Linked DNA regions of Macaca mulatta: region 1 is linked to region 2. A link is a contact called in public Hi-C data. All regions are on one chromosome and are shown on one strand. The core of a region is the stretch at or near the end of the contact, and the rest is flanking DNA. Distances in the headings are between cores, read along the strand shown.

Region 1 (3,329 bases), core at 388-2,887, 120 kb after region 2:
CCTCCAAAAAAAAAAAAAAAAAGGGGCCCTCCCCCGCCCCACCAAGAAATCTCTCAAAACAAGAATTCTTCTGATGTTTTTCTCCTCCCTGCAGTTCTCCATGTTACAGTCCTTGGAGGTAGAATAGGCATAAAATACTTTCACTAATAAAATATGACAAACCGCCGGATTATACGTGGCCGATTCCCAGTGATTGCCCTGCTACACAAAGCAGAAAAGTAAATGCCATCATCCCCCTTAGAACAAAAGAACTTAGGAATAAAAAACATGGAGAGGGGGGAGAAAGCAGCAATAAATAAAGGTGAGCGAAGGCCCCCGTCCCCCGCCCCTCCCGGGAGCGAGTGCTGGACTAAGTACTGCTAATAAAGTGGTTCAAGGGTAGTTATTTGGAAAGGGGGCGGGGTGGCGAGGGGAGGGAGCGGGCGAGCGGCGGCCGGGGATTGCATGTTGCATTCGACTTGAGGTTGCATCTTTCTCCTGTTGCCTGGACCACGCTCCCCCATTGCAGTGCTTCCCCATCGCTTCTCCTCGCTCCTGCCCCTCACGGCTTCCCCCCACCCCCTTCAAACTGCTGTTGCACTGGAGGGAGTTGGGGCCGCTCCGGAGCCTCTTTGCAGCTCCCGCCGGCGGGAGGGGGGAGTTGGGCTCGGGCCGCGGAGTTGGGGGGGCCGCCGCGGGCTCCGGCCTCGCCTCGGCTGCGGCTGCACGGGAGCCGAGCTGCGGCGCTGCACGGGCCCGGGATTGCGGCGGCCCCGGAGTTTGGCCGCCTTCGCCGCCGCTCGGTGCTCGGCCCCATCACGGCCGCCGCCGCCGCTGCACTGGAGTTTGGCTGCCGCTGCCCTACTTCACTCTAGTTTAGTTTCACTCACTTTACATCCGGGTTTTTTCCCTAGGCAATGGGCGCCGCAGCACACCCCGTTCCTTAGGCAAAGTGAAATAAATTCGCCGCACCGACACGTCAAGTAGTCCGCCCGCCCGAGCGCCGCCGCGGGCCCCCGTCGCCCCCCCTGCCGCCGCCCCACTGCCCCCGGTGGGGGGACCCGAGCGTCCCGGGAGCCGCGGGCCGAGGCGCGGGGGCCCGGGCCGGCCGCCGTACCACTCCGCCCGGCGGCCCCCTCCCTCCCCGCCGCGGCCCGCTCTCCCCCGGCGCCTCCTCTCCCCTCGCCCTCGTCCCCGCTTTCCCAGCCCCAGTCCCTCTCGCCCGGCTCTCGGGAGCGGCGGGGGCGCGCACGGCGGCGGCGGCGGCGGGCCGGCGGGGCCGCGCGGCGGGCTCCCGCGCGGGCGAGTGTGTCTGGGCCTGGGCGGAGGGATCCCCGGGCTGAGGCGGCGGAGGTGCTGCGGCCCGGGGCCGGGTGGTGAATGGGCTGGTGGTGCTCGCTGCTGCTGCTGAGAGGAGGAGGAGGATGAAGAGTTGGGCTTGTTTGTCTCCCACAGTTTCTCTCCTGCTGCTCTGATTCCCCCCTCCCGATTCCGGCCCGGGGCCTGTGTGTGTCCCTCCTGGAGGAGGAGGAGGATCCAGTTCCTCCCCCCAACCCCCTCCTCCCCACCCCCCCTTGCCTGGGGAAGAGGAGGAAAGAAACAGCCCAGAGAGAGAGAGAGAGAGAGTGAGTGAGAGAGAGAGGAGAGGAGAGGAGAGGAGGAGGAGGAGGAGGGAGAAGGGAACAACCTACCATCTTAACACACTAATATCTAAAAAGTGCGAGAGGCCCAGAGCAGCAGCAGAAGCAGCAGCAGCAGCTCCAGCTTCTTCCCTCCCTCCCCATGAAGAAGAGTTCCCTCCTCCTCCTCCTCCTGCTTCTCCTGCTCAGAGTTCCTGCCTCCAGCTGCCAGGGGGGACAGCCAGCCAGCAGCAGGAGGGTGCAGTATCCCAGCTTTTCCATTCTCTCTTCTCCTCACTCTCCTCTCTCTCTTTTTTTCTGGAGTAGCTCTATTTCCCCTCCCTCCCCCTTCCCCCTCTGCCTCTCTCTTCTCTCCCTCTGTCTTGTCGCTGGTGTTTGTCTCTGGGAGGATCAGGGGCTGCCTGCTTGGAGTTTGTTGTGGGGGGAGGTAGGGGGAGGGGAGGGGTGTGTGGGAGGGAGGAAGGAAAGGGGGGTGTTCTCGTCAGGACCCCTCAGTCAACTTGAGATTTGAGCAATAACTTCCCCTTCGGGGCGCCCCCCTGCGTGCCCTTCCCATACCTCCCCCCCCGAAAAAAAAGACAATGGGAAAACCTTGGCTCCCCCCCTCCTCCCCTCTGCCCTCCACCCCTCCCCAGGATAAATTGGAAGTAAGTTTATGAGCAGCCTCGGGAGCCTGGGCGCAGAGTGCAGGGCCGGAGCGGGTGACAGAGGCGGCGTGCCGGGGGCGGCGGGGAGGGGGCGTCACATTGTCCCGGCGGGGGGCCGGCCGGGGGCTGCGGGCGGGGGCGGGGGGCACGGAGCTTCGCCCGCCCCCCTAGGCTGTCCTTCGGCCCGGGGAGGGTAGCTGGGGCTCCTCCATCCCCCCCACCCCACCCCGGGATGCTGTCGGGGGGAAGTTTTTATTATGATTATTTATTTAATTAAAAAAAATTTTTTTTTGGAAAACCATCTTGTTTGGTGACTGAGGGATCTGGTTTAAAAAAAAAAAAGCTGCGGCTGCTGACGCTGCCGGGCCCGAGTGTGTGTGTTTGTGTATGTGTGTGTGAGAGTGTGAGTGTGTTGGTGCATTTGTCTTGGGTGGCCGGAGCAGCGTTGGGGAAATTCCGCTTATTCTTCTTCTTCTGCAACTTGTTATTCCGGAGAGTCTGCCTGCACCCCTCACCCCGGGGCCGGCCCTCTCGCATTCGCCCCCGCCGCCGGCGGCTGCGGGGCGCCCCCGGGACCCCGAGCGGGCCGGGGCGGACAGGCCGCTCCGAGAGGGGCCGCGGCCGCCCCTCCCCCGCCCGCGCCCCCGCCGGGGGGAGGGGCGCGCGGAGTGGGACTCTTTCCGTTTGGTCCAGCCCCGTCGTGCACGCAGTTCCCAACACTTCTCGTCATCCTCTCTTTGGTCTCTTTATTCTGCTGAGCGGTGCTGTTAGGATTTCTTTTTTTTTTCCCCCTGACCACGTTCGCGATGGTGGGTAGCAGCAAGGTGGCCCTGGTAGGGGAGGGGTTGGTATCGAGATTGGGCACCGGGGGAGAACGCCTTCTTTCAACTTTGTCTGTGGCTTGCACCCCCGGAGAAGGCCACAGGCCGGTTGTGGGGTGCAGATGTGCCGAGAGTGATTTCTAAGTAGTTGAGTTGTTGTGATGAGGGTACGACTGCTAATGGTCGGTAGGTTTTGTTTTCATTGGTGAATCTGGTGTCATCATATTCCGGTCATATGTTGA
Region 2 (3,518 bases), core at 114-2,613:
CAAAGCGCTTAACACAGTACCTGGCACAGAGTAAGCCCTCAATAAATGGTGGCTATTATGGCGGTGGTCGTTATTATTGTTCCTAAAGGCGCTGAGCACACGAGTGGAGCTCTAGCTGGCGGCTATTATTAGTTTCTTTCTTAGGTCCGGCTATTTCTTTCTGGGCATTGTTCAGATCTTTTACCAAGAGCTCGCGTCCTTATCAGTAGCCGAAGGACAGCCGGCCTTCCCGAGTTTGGAAAGATCGAGGTTCCCCCGGAGGAGGGCCAAGGACGCGGCAGCGGGCTGCCGGGACCGGGACCTCCCGAAGGAAGCCCGAGCCGCGCCGCCTCCGCCCGGGCCTCCATGAGCGCGCGTCAGAGCCGCAGTGACGTCGCCGGGCCCGCGGGCCGGGGGAGCGGCGGCCTGCACGTGCGGGGAGCCTGGAGGGGGCCGGGAGGGCAGGGGGTCGGGCCGCTCGCAGGAGGCGCCTCGGGCCGCGCGGGGCCCCTGCGCTCCGAGGCGGCCAGAAAAGCTGCGGGAAGGCCCGGCCTGGGTCCGCTGTTCCGCGCCTGCTCGCGCGCGGTGCGCTCCGGGCGCCGCCTGCCTGCAGCCCCGCGCGGAGGCCGGAGATGCCGACGCCCGCTCCGGGGCCAGCTCAGCCCGGCCGGGGGAGCTGACTTCCCGGCAGCCGCGCGGCGTCGGCGCGGTCCTTTGCGCCCAGTCCTTCTCGACACCCCACCCGCCTCGATCCCACTCCTCGCCTCCCCCCAGCGATTCCCTCCGTTTCTTCCCCCTCTGTCCTCCGTCCGGACCAGCTCGTTAGCTGTCAGCTGTGGTGAGCCACTCGCAAGAGGCACCTCCCACCTCCGGCTCCCCGCCTGCAGCCCGGGCGCGCCCATCCCGTCGCCCTCCCGACAGTTCCACGCTGTTAGCCCCGCGCGCACAGCCACTCGCCGCGTGTTGACCCGATTATTGTCCATCGCAGAGATGGCGCAACCGCCCGGCCCCTCGTCCCGAGGCCTCTCCTTCCCTCCTGAACACTTCTCCAGGCACTCTGCACTCCATCCTCATTCTCACTTCATCCAGACCTCCCCGGCGCCCAGCTCCCCTTGGCTGTTGACACATTCTCCTCAAAGGTCTCCCCTGCACGCCTGTCTCCTTCAAATCCATCCCCCTCGCTCTGCCAGAACAGCCACCTGCAACCCCTGTTTGGCCATGCCTCTCGGCTTGAGGCCGCTCCGTCTTCATGGACGCCCTCGTCTGCCATTTTCTACCCCATGCCTCCCTAGCTAGTCTCGGAGGCTGGAGCCCGCTGGGGCCACACTCTTGAAGGTCCTCAGGTCTTTGCTGCGGTTAGGCCCCATCCAGGGAATTTTCCCCTTCCTCCCTTCTTCCCCCTCACTCCCCACCCCCACCGGCTTCCTCTTACTCATCCTCCAGAACTCAAGATGTGAGTCACCTTTTCAAGAACGCCCTCCCTGTTCTGCTATCTGGCCCAGTGAAGTGTCCCTGGGCTGCCTGCTGATTTTGTCATATTTAGGGGAGAGGCTTGACCCTTCAGGATGGCCCGTGGGGTCCTGCACGGTCTGTGCACATCCACTTCGCCTCCCCTCCCCTCCCCTCAACTTCAGCTCCTTTCTTCCTCTGCTCTGGCCACACAGGGAGTCTCAGTTTCTGGCCCCTACCTCACCTTCCCAGTCCAGCCTCTTAGCGCAGGCTGTCTCTGCCTGAAACACCTTGCCGCCCTTCCTCTTCTACTCAATTTTCAGCTGTCATCTTAAGTAAGACTCAATTCGTCTGAGAAGCCTTCTCTGACCCACCCACCCCCAACTCAGTGGAATTCGCCTTTAATAGGTCAAAGTGCAATTCAAAAAAATTTAAAGCATACCAAAAAACTACAGCGAATAATATAATTAATCACTATTCTGTGTGCCTTCCCCTCCCCTCGCCACGTCTTTGTCAAAGCTTAACAATTGCTCTATTTTCTTCAGATCTTTTTTAAAGGACATAAAACCTCACAGATCTGGTTTTCTGAATTCATTTCTGTCCCTCCCCTATGGTAATCACTTTCTGTGTTTTATCATAGGAGTTTTATCATTCCTATGCATGCTTTTGTATTTTTGCTACATGTATTTGTGCCTGTAAGCACTTTACAGAATTGTTTTGTATGTTTTTAAACTCTGAAGAAATAGCATTATACCAAGTATATAATTGTGCAACTTGCTTTTTTCACCCAGCAGTATGATCTTGAAATGTGTTCACATGGATACACGTAGTTCTAGATTATGCAATTTTCACTGCCTATTGGGGTCCCATTATATAAGTTCACCATACTTTATTTACCAATGTCCTTCTGAAGGACATTCAACTTATTTTTAATTTTTTTTCTGTTAGAAACAATATTGTGATTAGTATTTTTTATAGCCATCCCCGTGTGTGAAAGTAAGTCTTCCAGTAGCCACTTGGGTGCAGAATTGCTGGGTTCAAGGCAGGGGAATTGGCAGCTTTACTCAGCATGGCTAAACGTTTTTTCAAAGTGGCTGTACCATTCACAGTCTGATAGCAATATATGAGAGTACCCATGCTTGGCATCCTCAACAACGTTTGGTATTGTCAGACTTCAAAATTTTTGCCAAGCTGATGGGTGTGAAACGGCCTTTCAGTGTTTTAATTTGCAATTCCCTGTTATCAAGTGAGACTGGGCACACTTTCATTTGTTTGTCGACCATTTCCTCATTTTTAACTTGCTCATTGGTTTATTTGACAGTGCTTCTGTCAGATTATCTCTTACCATGAGTAGGAGTTCTTTATATATTCTGCGTACTAATCCTCTGTCAGGCTGGGGCCCATCTGGTGTCTCTTATTGCGCTCAATTGCAATTTTAAGCATGTATAATTATTTGATTAATGTCTGACTTTCCTATTAGATGATAAGCACCAAGAGAAAAGGAACTGTCTCCTGCAACTAGTGCAGTGTCTAACATACACCAGGAGCTCAATAAATACTTCTGGAATGAATTGTATTGACATTATTATTATTATTATTATTATTATTATATGTTTGCTTCCTCAGCTGTCACCCTCAATGTCCCACAAGGCTATCAACTCCTTGAGAGTGATATTTTATTCATCTTTGTATCTCCAACACCTATCATAACACAACACATCTGGCACATTGTGTATACCCAATAATTTTAAATTAATTTCCTTTGAACTTTCTCTTCTTTCCCTCACCTTTCTCCTCACCCCATTTTTCTATCTTGAGCCCAGTTATATTACCTATACAATGAATAATAAAGACCTCCTAGGGTGTTGGTGAGAATCACCCGATACAGTGGATGCGTAAGTAGAGCAGTGCTTGGCACATAGTTGATGCTCAATAAGCGGTGACTTTCAGTATTCCTACAACAATCATTTTGGTGACTAAAGATACACTCTGCTTAATTTTAACAGACAAAGTTCTTTCAGAGAGAGAATAAAAGTGAACCTTCTAAAGATCTGGTGACCATTTTTTTCCCCGTTATTGGCATTTGACCC

Evidence for each region. A called contact is a pair of places that touch in the nucleus more often than the background predicts.
Region 1: a contact with region 2 is called in a Hi-C map of fetal cortex germinal zone, with 2.2 times the contacts expected there. The contact joins the promoter of PHF21A here to the promoter of LOC144334235 in region 2. A contact is called at or near these places in 3 of 14 Hi-C or Micro-C datasets (cortical neurons, fetal cortex germinal zone and fetal cortical plate).

The regions. Positions count from the first base shown.
Region 1 is chr14:19,493,315-19,496,643 of T2T-MMU8v2.0, forward strand. It overlaps PHF21A (PHD finger protein 21A), which reads left to right and starts at 1,638. Exons shown (of 18, transcript NM_001265672.1): 1 at 1,638-1,857.
Region 2 is chr14:19,377,274-19,380,791 of T2T-MMU8v2.0, forward strand. LOC144334235 reads right to left here and starts at 1,364. Exons shown (of 5, transcript XM_077963066.1): 1 at 1-1,364. The coding sequence starts at 962. The coding sequence ends at 357.